Linked DNA regions of Anser cygnoides: region 1 is linked to region 2. A link is a contact called in public Hi-C data. All regions are on one chromosome and are shown on one strand. Each heading gives the region's core, a stretch centred on a gene start, on an enhancer-like site or on the middle of the called end of the contact. The rest is flanking DNA. Distances are from core to core; before and after follow the strand shown.

Region 1 (7,124 bases), core at 2,309-4,808, 170 kb after region 2:
CTTTTTGCTGCGGGGTCCCAGAGTGAAAACCTTTTCCCGCTGACCCCAGACACAAGCCTCTCAGTGTCACTGGGGTGGGACTCTGCTGTGACAATGCAACTTGGGGCGGCCGGGGGAAGAGGGCAGGAAAAACACAGCACAAAGCTCGCTCGCCTCTCACTCTTTGGATCTTGCTTCTTTTCATCTGCAACAGCCCGCTCTGAATTATGCAGCGTTACATAAAGTTCATTCATTTTCTTTGGGATGGTGCTTAGTACTCTTTCAGCGGCTTTGCATTTGAGTTGTCCTCTGGAAATATTTAAGTTTATGTGCTGGAAAAACATTTGCTTCCTCTCTGGAGTGACAGAATCTTTATTCTGTACTCTGTTTGCCCAATTAACCTAATGATATTCACCAGGAAAATAGTGAAACACAAAGCCGATTAAAAAAAACCTGGAGGGTCAGGCCATCTTCAAAATGGCCATCTTAAAAACTTGTCTTGGCATCCAAGAGCATAACCTGGAACCCAACTAAACAGTCCTAAAATTTCACCTGAAAAGCAGAAGTTCACATATTTATCATTTATAGACAGATAAGGTAGGCACTGCTGCCTAGTTACTTCCAACTGTACCTTCATGTAGCACAAGAGACTACTTCCTCCCATTCCTCCCTTATCCCATATCATCAAGAAAAATCCTCCCTTCTTAGCAGAGGACCAAATTTAGTGCACATAAATATTTCATAACTTCTGTCAAGAAATCAAACTGAACTACTTAAGGGCATTCTTCCAGGAGCTGCACATCCAGACTCAAAGTAGGAAACTGCATTCATCATACCAATCCTCCCCCTTCAAGCTGAAAGGCCTGAAGGTGAGGCAACAGTGAAAAAACGGAGATATTGTGTGCATATCATACATGAACATTACCCGTACAGTGCTAAATTCCATTAAGAAACGTGGAAACAACACAGTAAGGCTGGCCTCTTCTGAAGAAAGTAAGTCTCCAGCTTTTCAGTCCCCCTCTACACCCTGGTCCTCCAAAATAAATGAGTTCTGACTGTCACAAAACCTTACCATGACTGAAACAACCAGTCTTAAAACAACCCGCTGCTGCAGACGGCATAGCCAACCACGCAACCGAAAGGTGACTGAAGACAGACATCTACAGGTGGTTTGACTTCCAACAGCACCGAATGCTTGCAGCTTCCACTGGTCTCAGCAGGAATTCAATGCTTAAAGAACAGACAAGGCCACTTCCACACAACTAAAACTTGGACGTGTTGGTTATCTGCAAGCTGTGCCTTCAGCAGTGTGGAGACCAGAGCTGTACCCCGATAAAACCGGCAGAAGACTCTACTTTGTTAACAGGGGTAGCCCTAAACTGCCTAAGCATTGGATGACACGCACCTGGAATGGATTTTATGTTTATTTCCTTCAGTACTGCACCAAGCAACTCCCTGACAGAGCTCCACTCAGCAGCTTTGCAAGGCAAGGCGGGAGATGCAGAGCACCCACCCCGGGCCAGGAGGTGCTCCCATCATTTGCACGCACACCGCACTTGTCTCCTTTTGGAGACTATGCGCTGACTTGCGGCTGCTTCCTTGTATTGCAAGACAACCTCCTTTGGAAATGGGAAAAGCATCCCCTTCGCACCACCGAGACCACGGCGCCTATGTTCTCTACAAAGTATTGATTTGTCTGCCATCTGTAGTCCCTTGGGTTAAAAGGTATGTCTGTACAAGGAGGTAAAAGCAGACCCGAGAGCCTCTGCCCGCGCTCTGAACTGGCCACACCTCAGCCAGCTCCAGCCCAAAGCCCCTTTGCCACGTTAGCTCCATGCTCTATCCTAGCAGGGCTTAGCGTGGGGTCAAACTTTATTCACAGGACAGCTACTCCGACAGCTGCCACCCGTCTGGCCATCCCGGGACACGATCAAAGAGCGCTCAGCGTGCTTTAAGTGTGGCACACCAGAAGCAAACAGCCCGTGCACAGGCTCAGCAGCGTTTTGTCTCAGTTCAGGGATATTCCTCTCACTGGGTCTGACCCAACACCCCCCCAAAAAAAAAAAAAGTCCATGAAAGGGGTGGAGGGGAAAAATTCCTTGCCTCAAAACCCACACAAAGCTCTTTCAGGTCCCTTCCAGTGAAGCAATTCAAGAGGAGTGGGGAGACCGGGAAGAAGTCTATCACACAGAGAGGGAGATTAATAAGTCATCAATATATATACCCTGTTAAAGCCTGAATCACTGCCAGGAATCTCAAGCAAATTGACAGCCTTAAGAGCAGTGACTGGAGGCCATCTTAGCTGCTGCCAGTGACAGAAGGTACTACCACGAGGAACTCCTCGATACAGCAGCTTGGCCATTATCACAGGACAATACACGTTCACCGGCAGGAAAAATAGCCGGCTGCAGTTAAAACGGCAAAGAAGCTTTCCTTTAAGCTGCTCCTGAGCACCAGCTCTGAGGAAACGCTAGTACTGCACAACCCAGGGACAAAGTCACGAAAGCCCTGGCTCGAATCGCCGCCGGATGACGGGAGCTGCAGTTAAGCAATAAACCAGCCCTGGTCTCGCTGGCACACCGGGGAGCGACAGAGGACAATGCCCGTGCTCGTTTTTCACTTTGCAAACGAACAGGAAACTTTGCCAGAGAACCGACCTACGGCATCACACACCTACAAGGCCACCTCGCCGGGTAGCGAATTATAAAACCCGGGCAAAAACCCCGGTTTTGAGCTGCCCTCTGCATTCCCTCAGAGACGGGAGGGCTGGACGGGTTTCAGGGAGCTACCACGCAACGCCACCGCGACGCAGCCGTGCGAGTTTTCGGAAAAAGTGCCCCCCGTCCCCCGGCTGTCCGTGCCGGCAGGTTACTTCCTAAGGCAGGCATCCAGGCACGGCGCAGCACCGCTCCACAGCCATCCTGCCGGGCTGCTCGCTTACGTCCTGGAGTAGAGAGAGACACGCACACTTAGCAACTGCAGGTGGGCACCCACGCCAACAGCAGCAAAAAGTTATCGGGGGACGGCGCGGGCTCCTCACGCCACCCCTGCTTTTTAGCAGCCTTCCTAGGAGGAGGGAAGAGGGGGATTTGCAGGGTGGCCCGGCGTGCTGCCTCCCTCTCCCCCGGCCTTGAAGCAGCACCTCCCACCGCACACCGGCTGCCGGGCACCGCTGCCCCCGCTGCCCCCCGGCCATTTCGGTGCCCGGCCCCAGCCCCGCGCTGCCGCCCCCCGCCGCCCCACGCACCGCTGTCCAGCCGGGCGAGCTGCGGGAGCCGGTAGGTGCTGACGAGCAGGTCCAGGGGCACGGCCACCGCGCTCCACTTGACGTCCTTCAGGCTGAAGCCCGGACAGGGGCCGGGGTCCATCTTCCCACCCGGGCAGGGCGGGCAGCGCCGGCGGGACGGGACGGGACGGGAAGGAGGGAGGGAGGGAAGGAGGGAGGGACGGAGCTCGCCTCGCTCAGCGCCGGCCGCCGCGGGACATGCCGGGCTAGGCGGAGGGGGAGGCCCGCCGGGCGGCTGCCGCTGCTCCCGCCGCCCCTCGGCACCGGCTGGGGCCGCCCGCCGCCGCCGCGCCTGGCCCAGGAAGCGCCATCCCAGCACTGACTAATCAACAGGGTGCGAGCAACGCCTGCGCAGCTGCCGCTCCTCCCCGCTCCGAAAAGGAAAGTGCCGGCCCGACCGCCCGCCCGCCCGCCCGCACGGCGGGGAGCGCGGATCGCCGCCGCCGAAGCCGAGCCCGGCCCTCTCGCTCCACCCTCCGGGCGCTCCCCCGACGCGCAGCCGGGTGGGGGGGACCCGCACCGCGACCGGGGGTGGGGGCGCCTCACGCCGGGCCCGGGTCGGGCACCTGGCGCTGCAGCCCGGGGAGCGTGTGGGGAGGTGGTTTTGGGGTGGTTTTGGGGTGTTCTAGGGCGCCCCGAGCGCAGGTTGTGGCCTCCTTGGAGCATAGGGGCTGACGGAAAGCCCCCTGCACGCTCGCGGGTAGCAGATAAAGTTCATTTCACCCGGGCAGTGCGGATCGCTGCCCCACATCGCCTGGCTGCCAAGGAAATTTACCTGTGAAATTCCTGCCTGGCGCAGGAAGTTTACCTGTGAGATTCATCCTACGTTCAGAAAAATCAAATTACAGGCCAACTTTGATTGTTATTGCAGTTTTCACCCATGAACCAAATGGATACTTCAAATACGAAGAGCAGTGGAAGGCAGATCTTTGGTTTCTCTTTACCACTATTACTGCGCGTGCGAGTATTAAATATATTCCCTATTTGATGCTCTTCAGGCCACAGGAGAACTGAAAACCAGCTGCTGGTTCTCCTTTCAAGACAGCTTACGTGAGGAGGTCTCACGAAGCGCTCTCTGTCACCATTTTCTGTTGACATCCAGGATCCCCAGCAGAAACCAGGGGAACTTCAACAGCAGCAAGTAACTCGCAGGTGGCTGAGTTGCATTGTGTTCAAGTTTACTTTGTTCACTTTTGTGTCAAAGCTATTTCATTGCAGTAAAACACTGTATTTAAGACTATATATACGTATACATTTAATGGCTCTACGTAAGGCTGTACCGTTGACCAGAAACAGTACCTCCCAGTGATTTGCAAAACGACGGCAGGCATCCGCAGCTGAGGTCTCTCTCTGGGATCCATCTCCCGTGGCACCCCTCTCCAGGATGGCTGGGTGAGCTCGTGAGGAGCCGTGGCAAGGAGCCCTCCAGCCGCCTGTGCCTCCTCGTGCCCCTTAGCAAGGGGCCAACCGCCGCTGCCTGCTTTGTGGCTGCTGGTGCCGGCACGAGGAGGGCCGAGACAGATCCGCTCTTGTTCTGCTCTGCTGCAAACGGGCCTCATCCACGCTTTGTGGGACGAAACAAAGACTGTGGAAGCCAGAGAGGATGACACAAGCCCAAGTTAGCTTGCTTTAAATGGGTCTGGGTTGCTTTGAACTGCATGCTGATGTGGGCCCGTACTTCAGCTACGCAGTCTGGCTCTGGGATTTCCCGGCCCCATGAAAAACCTTCATTCTCTGAACTCAGTCATGGTGCTGTTAGATCCTACTTACCAGAATTGCTAGCTTTAAAAGACAATGTGGATTTTTTTTTTTTTCAAAGTCGATTCCTCTTTATGAAGTTTGCAGAATGCTTTGAACTACTTCAGTGAATTGAGCTATTGAAGTGCAAAGTGATATAATAGCTAAAAGCATTGCTGTTGAAATATGGAAAGCCAAAGAATGGTTTTAACTTGCTCAGGTTTGATGAGGTTACTGGACGCAGTGTGTACGGTAAAGCAGATCAGGTCAGACTGGGATTCACCAGGACTTCGAGCACTAGTCTGTGGAGATGTGTTTTTAAATGCAATCTTAGCCAGCATTAATTTCAGGATAGATATGGCCTCGTGGCGTATGCTGCTCCCAGGCATCATACAATTCTGCTATCGGTGAAGAAATACGTCTTTCACACCTGAAACAGTTATTACTGATTTTTCATTAAAAAATCGTTCCGTCTTCGCTTTAGTCACACGTCTTTTAAGCCTGTCTTCAAATATAACCCTGTTTGTGTTCTCCCTCACCAGTGGAAATCTAACTCCCTCTGACCCATTCCATTGGAACAGGATACATTTTTTAAGTGCAACTTCTAGACACTATCTAAATTTCATTCAGTTATTTCCAGGCAAAGAGACATCACAAAGCCTATTATTATTTAAATGTCTCACTTGAGTTCTTAAATTGACTTTGTAATGTGTCCTATCTGTACTATAGCTGAACCTTCTTGAAATACATTATTGCACATACAGTATTCAAATCACAAGAACATGCGAATCTGAGACTATTTCGTACTTTAACTGTACCTTATGTATAATTAACACTTTAGATATAATAATTTCTCTGATGTTTAGCGTTGCCTCAGTCCTTTAGTATGATCTCTTACTGAAGTCTCCTCCTGTGCAAAATACTAATGAAGCCATCAGACCTCTAGAGAAATTAATGTTAGCGACTCTGCTTCAGGATCAGGGCCTCAGTTATGCAATATCATAATTTTTCTGCATGGGCGTTTCAGGTGGCATTCATTTTTTTTTTTAATATCTACAGGAAATTGTAGCCATAAAACCATAAGCATTGTCAGGGGGACTCAAAATAATTCCTAAAACTAGTCTTAAATGCATTTTGAATTGATTGGGTCTCATGTTGGTTTAACAACATATTTATGCAGCAGGCTGCAAAATCCCCAGTATATTTATTCCATTGCTAATAAAATTATTTTTAAATCATTTCAGATCATCATCAGTTCATATCTATGCTAACATTTGAATTGGATCTGTATGAAAAAAAGACTGATTTTAGTATGAATCTGCTAGTTTGCTTTACGCTGTAGGATGCATACACCAAGTAAAATTCGGAACCTTATACAGTAAGCTTAGTGTGAAGCCATTTTAGTCAGCATTTCTTTAAACTCCTCCATGAATTGGCATTCCTTCTTCCCACATGTGACTTGCCTTTATATGAAAGGTTTAATTTTCAGAATAAATATTTACAAGTCCAGTGGAAAACAACGGGAGATGCAGTGATCATTTCAGAATCAGATCCTAAATACCCACCTTTACCTGGGGTGAGAGAGGAAGTTGAAAGAGTATGTTTGATACAGTTGACATCTGTGCATCTCATGTTTTCAAAGAGAATGCAATTGCTGCCTTACTGGTAGCATCCAAACAATCTTTGCTTGTGCGGGGTATAGTAAGGAGATCTGAGCACCCTGGAAACATTTTTTGTTGCCCGGGAACCTAACTCTTTGCACTTCCCTAAGGTGGGCCAGTGACTGGATAGTACCTAAGCCACAAGTAATAGAAAACACTGTAAGAAGGAGTAATGTATAGAAGGAATTCCTATTACACAGAAAAACAAACAAAACTCTACAGATCAATCTGACCCCCTTCTATATATACGTTTGCATGGCTAGGAAGAGGAGGAGGAATTAACTAGAGACCTAAACTGAGAGAACCAGTAGCAAAATTTGTGTGAGTTCAAGACAGCTTAGAGTTTTTTCAAAGGTCCACTGCTGAAGGCAAAACTGCAGAATTCGGTAAACACAGAGGAAGGAGAGGAAGTGAAATAACAGCCTAGCTTGGCTGAATCGTACAATCTTCAATGACATGAA
Region 2 (7,135 bases), core at 256-2,755:
AGGTCTTCTCAATAGAGAGAAATTTGTTGGCATAGCTGTACCACTATAACTATATTCTTACAACTCATTATTGTGGAATAAAAGCGTGCAGTCATACTGCTGGCTTACTGTTAGAAGTTTCTATCAGTATGATTCAGGAGGTAGAAATTGTGACCCAGATATTACTAATACCAGTAAAACTACACATAGAAATACTGCTAGTGTTAGTAAATCTATAAATGATTTTTTGTACGTACAACTTATTTTTTTCCTATCACAAGCAATTAATTCTTTGACATAACATATTTGTTTATTTATTTATTTATTTATTGATGATGGATATGTGTATATGGAAAGCACTCCATACACGAGGCAAAGTATCACAGAAAGTAAGTAACTAATTTTGGTTATCCTGATGGTCTTTCTTGCTCAAAACTGAAGAGCTGATGTGTTTCTCGTGCTGGATGATATCCAGATGGCCACAGTGAGAGGTCAGGTGCATTCCTGAATAGCCTATGCGAGGCCGCATGGGGTCATCTTTCCACAAGCCATCTTCTGAGCCTTGTTCTGCAGCTGATGCAGCTGGCGCAGTCACCTCACCGCTAGGCAGTGTGTTCCACTGGCAATGCCTTACAGCAGAGCAAAGGGCACACACATACTTTTTGTTTTGCGTAGGCTTTAGACTTTCTTTAGGCAGAGGTATTAGTGAAAGCCAGCTTTGTCAATATACCATGCTGAACCAGCTGCAGAACATTCAATACCTCAAGAGTTTCCTAACACAAAGTCCTAAATTTATTAGTGCTAGTCAGCATAACTGGAAATGTTCAGCTAGTTAATAATTGAAGCTCCTGAATGTTATGACATAGATGAAATGTCTGCCCTTCAGCTGAGTTGGCGGCGCATTTTTATTATCTCCCGGAGAGTCAGGGTGCCCTTACAAGACCTGCTTGCTACCCTGTAGCGCTTCCCCTAGCTACTTCAGGGGCCAGCATTTATTTTATACTTTTTCACATCGGTGTTTGCAGTCGCATCATACTCAAAATGGGGGTGACGACAGGGACGTGGGGTTGCAGCAGCTGGACATCTGGGCGGCACCACCTTCCCAGGAGTTGGATTTTTCCTAACTCCATGAACTTTTGTGTGCCGAGAAGCGTCAGGAGCACAGCACAGGTACCGGCCCTGCGGCCGCACCGTGCCGGGGTGCGAGCACAGGCCCAAACCCACGGCCACGGGGGGCCCGGCGGAGCCCCCTGGCGGCGGGCACAGCCCTGCCTCCCGGCTCGCCCCTGCGGCCGGGGCCAGCGGCGACAAGCCGCCCTTCGCCAACGCAACCCGGGCACCCCTGGGGGCCGGACGACCCGGCGACATGGGCGCCCTCCCCGCCGTCCCTAAGCCCGGGGCCGTGACCGGGGTGGCGGCCTGCGGGAAGGGGCCGGCACCGGCGGCGGGGCTGGCACCGGCGGTAAGCACGGGGCGAGAGGTGAAGGGTGAAGGGGCGCCGTGCCGTGCCGAGCCGCGCCGGGCGGAGCGGGGCGAGGCCGCCCCGCCGTGTCACAAGAGTCCCGCCGGGCCGGGAGGCGATCGCCATGGAAACTCAGGCCCGCCCCAGGCCCCGGTCCCGCCCCTGTCCCCCGGGCGAAGCGGTGGCGGCGGCGGCGGGGCCTGGGCGCAGCATGGAGCCGGGCCGGGCGAGCCGCGGCTGAGCCGCTCGCAGGCTCCGCGGCGGGGGCGGCAGCGCTCCGCGGGCAGCGGCAGGTAGCAGCGAGGCCGGGGGGCGGGGAGGGAGCGCCGAGGGGCGGCGGCGGCGCTTCCCGAGCCGGGCCCGGGCCGTGCCGAGCCGAGCCGTGCCGGGCCCCTTCGGTTCCCCCGCCGCCCACCTGGCGCCAGGTGCCCGCCCGCCATCTTCTGGCGGCCCCGCGGGGGGCGCCCGTGGGGGGGGGGGGGCTGGCGCCTGGCCCCCGCTCCGCGCTGAGAGGCCCCGGCGCCTGGCCATGGCCGGGGAAGCCGCCGCGCAGCGTTTCGACGAGGATGATTTCTACTGTCCCGTGTGCCAGGAGGTGTTCAAAACGCCCGTGAGGACCGCGAACTGCCAGCATGTGTGGGTATCCCTCCCTCCTTCCCTTCCCCTCCGTCCTGCGGAGGCGGTCGCCTCGCCTCCCCCGGGTCTCTGCCTTTATTTCTCTGCCTTCCTTCTCCCCCCCCCGCCCGGTTTTCAGGTTTTCGGGCAGCGCCCCGAGGTAAAGCAGCGGCAGGGCTCGGTGTAAGGCCGGCCCCGGAGGTGTCACCCGCACCCGGCTCTTTTGTGGCGGCCCGGTTAGAAAAGGCACGTCTTGAAGCAGGTCCCCCCCCTGGCCTCTGGGTGCCTGCCGAGCTGAGCTGCAAGCGAAGGCAACTTAGAAACCTAACTGAAATTGCACTTTTAGGCTTCGTTTGTGCTTTCCCGTTCGCTTTCCGAACGGGGTCGTAGGTTAGTTGTTCCCTCTTTCCCTTCGTCCATTCCTAGTGGAAATCCGTGCGTTTTTGGAGGAATATTTGATCACAAAGTACTCTTCTACTAACCACACAGTGCGGTTAGTAGAAAGGCAAAATACCTTTGATAGTTGGTATACGAGGCTTCAAGAAGAAGCCGGGGAGAAACGCAAAAGTGAATGGACTGGAATCTTTGGGAAAACTACAGAAATGAGGCTTTGCAGTATTTTTGGCTCCACTTAAGGACAATAAACAGGAATTACTCTGATAAGATTTTCCAGTGTCACGTGGTTGCTGCACCATTTAATATCATTAATGATCAATCCAGTGCACAGCTCTGGAGCACTAGACAGAAAATAGTAAGATTTTTACCTAAAATTCATTGCCGGGGTCCCCTAATTTCCGTATACTTCTTTGTAAGCACTGTTTGTTTTTCTTATGTCTATCTTCTAAAGATTTTTGTTCAGTAGTCTGACGTATTGCTTTTTGCTAGTAATCACTCATCTCTCCTGAAGGACAAAGTATCTAACTTTTTTCACTTTGCTAATCTGTGTTTGTGGTAACTTTTCAATTTAGATTTTGCAGGAAGTGCTTCTTGACAGCTATCAGAGAAAGTGGAACACATTGTCCTCTCTGCCGGGGGAGTGTGACTAAAAAAGAAAGATCTTATCCCAAAAGGGCTCTAGATGTTGAAAACAATATGAAGAAAGCTTCTGGGGGCTGTAGATGCTGTGAGAAGCAGGTAGAGTAAAACTTTACAAAAAGTTGAATAATCTTGTTCTTATTTTTAAACAGGCACACTTGTTTGCCATTCATGTCTGGGAGCTAAAAAAAAAAAAAAAAAAGCCTGTAGTAGTTTGGACTTAGTTTTGTTTGGCTTGTGTATGTATGAGGCATGTGACGCCTACCATTAGGTACCTGTTAGGTATGCTTAACATGTAAACTGAGAGAAGATCTTCTATTGTCTACAGTGACTTTCTGAGTGGGGTGCCAGTTTTTCCCCCAAAACAATGAGAAATCTGGATATAGCTATAAAACTGGCAAAATAAAAGTTAGGTGACTGAAAATGGAAGTTAGAGGTATATGGAAAACCTCAGACACTTTCAGGAGGGAAATGAAAGTGCTTAGAGTTACTTCAAAACTTAAATTACAAACAACAAACACTACTTGATTAACTCTGTACATAACATACAATCATGTGGAGTTTCTCCCTGCCCCACAGAACATCAGTCTGTTTACTTTGTGGTGGGGGCATTATTATCAGAGCATCGGGTGAAATCCTGACACCACTGAAATCTAGAGTAATCTGCCTTCTGCTATAACTGGATCCAGGATTTTAGCAACCCATTTTATTTACATCAAAGTTCATCCGATCCATGTAATTGTTATGTTAATTAGATTTCAGTTGAGTCTTGGGTCTGCCAGTGTGCAAAGATCAGCTTTTTGCTTTGTTCCACTGATACATTCATATGACACAAATGGGAGAAAGAAACAATAACAAGTTGGTAAATCAAAAGGAAGAATGAAGCAGATCTTCAGAACTTTAATGAAATTTAGGCACAGGCTCATGAGATGTGGTCTTGTTCAGCTTCTAAACCTGTAAGCACTTCTGAGAGTGCTGCTGGACCTGAGATTCTGATTTAGGCCATGTCCAGCACAGCTTTGTTCAGACAAAATCTGGGCGACTCATTACTGTCTTACTTGCATCTAAAATGGATAGGCATCTATAAGCTGCTGTTCATTCATGTCCTCTTACTTTTTTTTTTTTCTCAAGGAGGAAAGTTGTATGTTGTCATAACACTCCTACTGCAAAAAGATTTCACTCTGAACAGAGAAACAGTGGGCCAGAGAATATAAGGAGAAGTGGTGCCTCCATCCTCAGGTCCCCTCCCCACAGTAGCTCATCAGTAATTGATCTTGGATGTGAGAGGTGTAGTTCCCATGGTTTTGTTTCAGTCAAGTGGAGTTTACTCACATCTTGTACCCCTGAGAGAGCTTTCTCAGTCGTCTGGCTGTAGAGGGTTTGGGGTGTGGAAACATTCTCCTTTCTCACAGTGATAGAAGCTCTACAGGGGGGAAAAAAAAGGAGTTGAAGATCTTATGCTAGGAAGGAAAATGTTCATCCCGAGAGGGGAGGCACAAGTTAAAGAGTTTCTGCTGCATATGATGTCTAAATAATCCCTGCATGCATTGCTTTCTGTTGGCAGAATTCTCTTCCTTCTGTCCCTGGATTATTCAGTACGATTTGAATAATTTGGCATTTCATTTACAGGTTAGATTTTCATGGATGAGACAGCATTATAAAACGTGTAAGAAGTATCAGGATGAATATGGTGTTTCTTCTATTATTCCAAACTTACAGATTTCCCAAGATTCAACAGGGAGCAGGTAATCAGGGTGTTTTATGTATAACCATGCATCTTTTTTCCCCCCAAAGGATTTTTTTTTTTTTTACCAGGACATGTTTTCTTTTAGTAATAATTATTTTCTGTTATATTACACTTCAAAAAATGACAGTTTTTCCAGATCTTTTTCTTTACTCAGCATACAGAAGAAAACCTTTCTACATGTTGGCTTGGAATGTCTTCTAGGGGCTCTTTTAAAAAAACATACAGTATTTCCAACTTACTTTCCTTGCTTTGACAGAATTTGAGCAGCTTGCTTTGTAACAGATTTCATAATATCTAGCCCCAAGGAAGTTCCCTTCATTTATTCCCCCCTCCCTTTTCATAAGTCTGTTTTAGTGGTTATCCTGTTTCAAAACATTACTGTGCAAGCTTTTGTTTTCAGGTTGAATTTGTTTTGAACTGATCTTTTATGAAATGTATGAGGAATGCCAGCATGTTACACACCATAAAATCAAATGCCATTTACCAGTTTGCTTTCAGACAGTAAAGCTGAAGAGCTTTCTTCCTCATACCTTCTGACTGATGTGTTTTGTTTTGGTTGTGGAGTTTTTTGAGGGGTTAGGGGGAGAGAAGAGATGGCGGGAGGGAGGTTTTTTGAAGACCATTTTTACATACTAGTTTCATGGAGATTTTTATTACATATAGCTTGTGCTTTATTTACTGTGTGTTGACATCCTATTTTTAGCACACTGAACTTCTGTGTGTTTGGTTTTCAGTCCATCTGTATACTGAAAGCAGAAGTTCAACTAGTTCTGGTAACAGCTTGTAGCAATGTTTAACTGAAGTTTCTGGATACTGTTATACAATTATTGATTATGCCACAGTAGAATACCTGTGCCTGTAACATTATAGAAGTATAAGAAACGTACTGTGACCAGATTTGTGATAATAAATATTCATGGCCTTAGGGTTGTCAGTGTATCTGAGCTGCCTCTTCTGGCATAACTTGAGGTGCATATATGGTTAAATGTACTTTCTAAAATGTTGCTGTTTGTCACTCTTATTTTAGGAAAATGATATTGTGCACAGCATGAGGAAATAGTTCTTGCTGTAGTTGAAAGTTGTAAATAACTCAGGCAACCACGTGGTAGTTAAATGACTATTTACATAGCCATAAGTAAAAAAAAAAATATAAAATACTACCTGTCTTATGCTCTCATACTTCAAAATGCCTTCTGAGTTGCGTGGTTGTAAACTCCATTACCATTACTGTTGACTAAATGCCTATTTTATTGTATACCAATTTCCTATAAAGTTGTGTGGTATTCCACTGAGGGTCACCATGGTAACTAGATACTGAGACATGCTTTGATCCAAAAGAAAAGTTGTGAAAGTTAAAATGTGTGCCATTTTATGTTTTGCCTTGAAATTCATGGGACTTAATGGATATATACGTATATTTTTGTTATTAATAAATTTTAAGAAATCTTGATAGTGGAGGACAATAATAACCTTTTAACTTTTTTTTTATTTCATATAAAGTAGCAGGAATGATACAATATCTGATAATGGAGGGATGGCTAATAATCAAATACTGCAAGGAGATACAAGGTAGGCTGCTTATTTTCTGATACTTACTATTACAACAGATCCATACAATCATAGTGTAAGCTTCTACTAACTAAAGAACAAAAAACAAGCTACAGAAAAAATATTTTTTAAAAAACTTTTGTTTCTTCTTCATTTGCATCCATATATTGGAATTTTTCAGTAGTTTCCTGAAGGATTTGAACTAAAAGGTATTACCAAGTAAGTAAGAACAGGATGTAGTTGCAATTGGATAAAAAGAAGTGTTTTCTGCAGTCCAAGCTTCAAAAGAATGCATTTAGATGTACAAATAATAAATTTGTTTTAAAATTGCAGTTTGGAAGTATCAGTGGAGCTCTGTTAGGTTCACTGTTATGTCATTAACGGTGTTTTATTTGTTGTTAATTTGTCATTATTTTCCTAAGTTCTGATAACAGATGAATTAAACTTTTCATAACACTACTTCCAAAACTTTTTTTTTTTTGCTGTTTAATGCTGTGTATTTCTGTTTACAGTGGACATCCAACTTTCAAATGCCCCCTGTGTCAAGAAGCCAATTTTACCAGACAGCGCTTGTTGGATCACTGTAATAATAGACATCTTTATCAGATAGTTCCTGTAGTAAGTAGTCACCCCCTTCCCCCTTTTTTTTTTAAATACATTTTTACTGATGTATGCCTTTTAAGCTACTTTCATTTTAATTATGTGAAAATTAATTTAAGTGTGCAGTAACTAGTCAATATCTACACAGG

Evidence for each region. A called contact is a pair of places that touch in the nucleus more often than the background predicts.
Region 1: a Hi-C map of liver shows a contact between it and region 2, with 4 times the contacts expected there. The contact joins the promoter of GAREM1 here to the promoter of RNF138 in region 2. A contact is called at or near these places in 3 of 7 Hi-C or Micro-C datasets (all in liver).

The regions. Positions count from the first base shown.
Region 1 is chr2:117,820,957-117,828,080 of Taihu_goose_T2T_genome, forward strand. GAREM1 (GRB2 associated regulator of MAPK1 subtype 1) reads right to left here and starts at 3,559. Exons shown (of 6, transcript XM_048049375.2): 1 at 3,227-3,559. The coding sequence starts at 3,347. LOC136790176 (a long non-coding RNA gene) reads left to right here and starts at 3,641. Exons shown (of 2, transcript XR_010829662.1): 1 at 3,641-3,768; 2 at 4,264-5,485.
Region 2 is chr2:117,654,750-117,661,884 of Taihu_goose_T2T_genome, forward strand. It overlaps RNF138 (ring finger protein 138), which reads left to right and starts at 1,506. Exons shown (of 7, transcript XM_013184951.3): 1 at 1,506-2,077; 2 at 3,025-3,190; 3 at 4,721-4,836; 4 at 6,339-6,407; 5 at 6,899-7,004. The coding sequence starts at 1,971.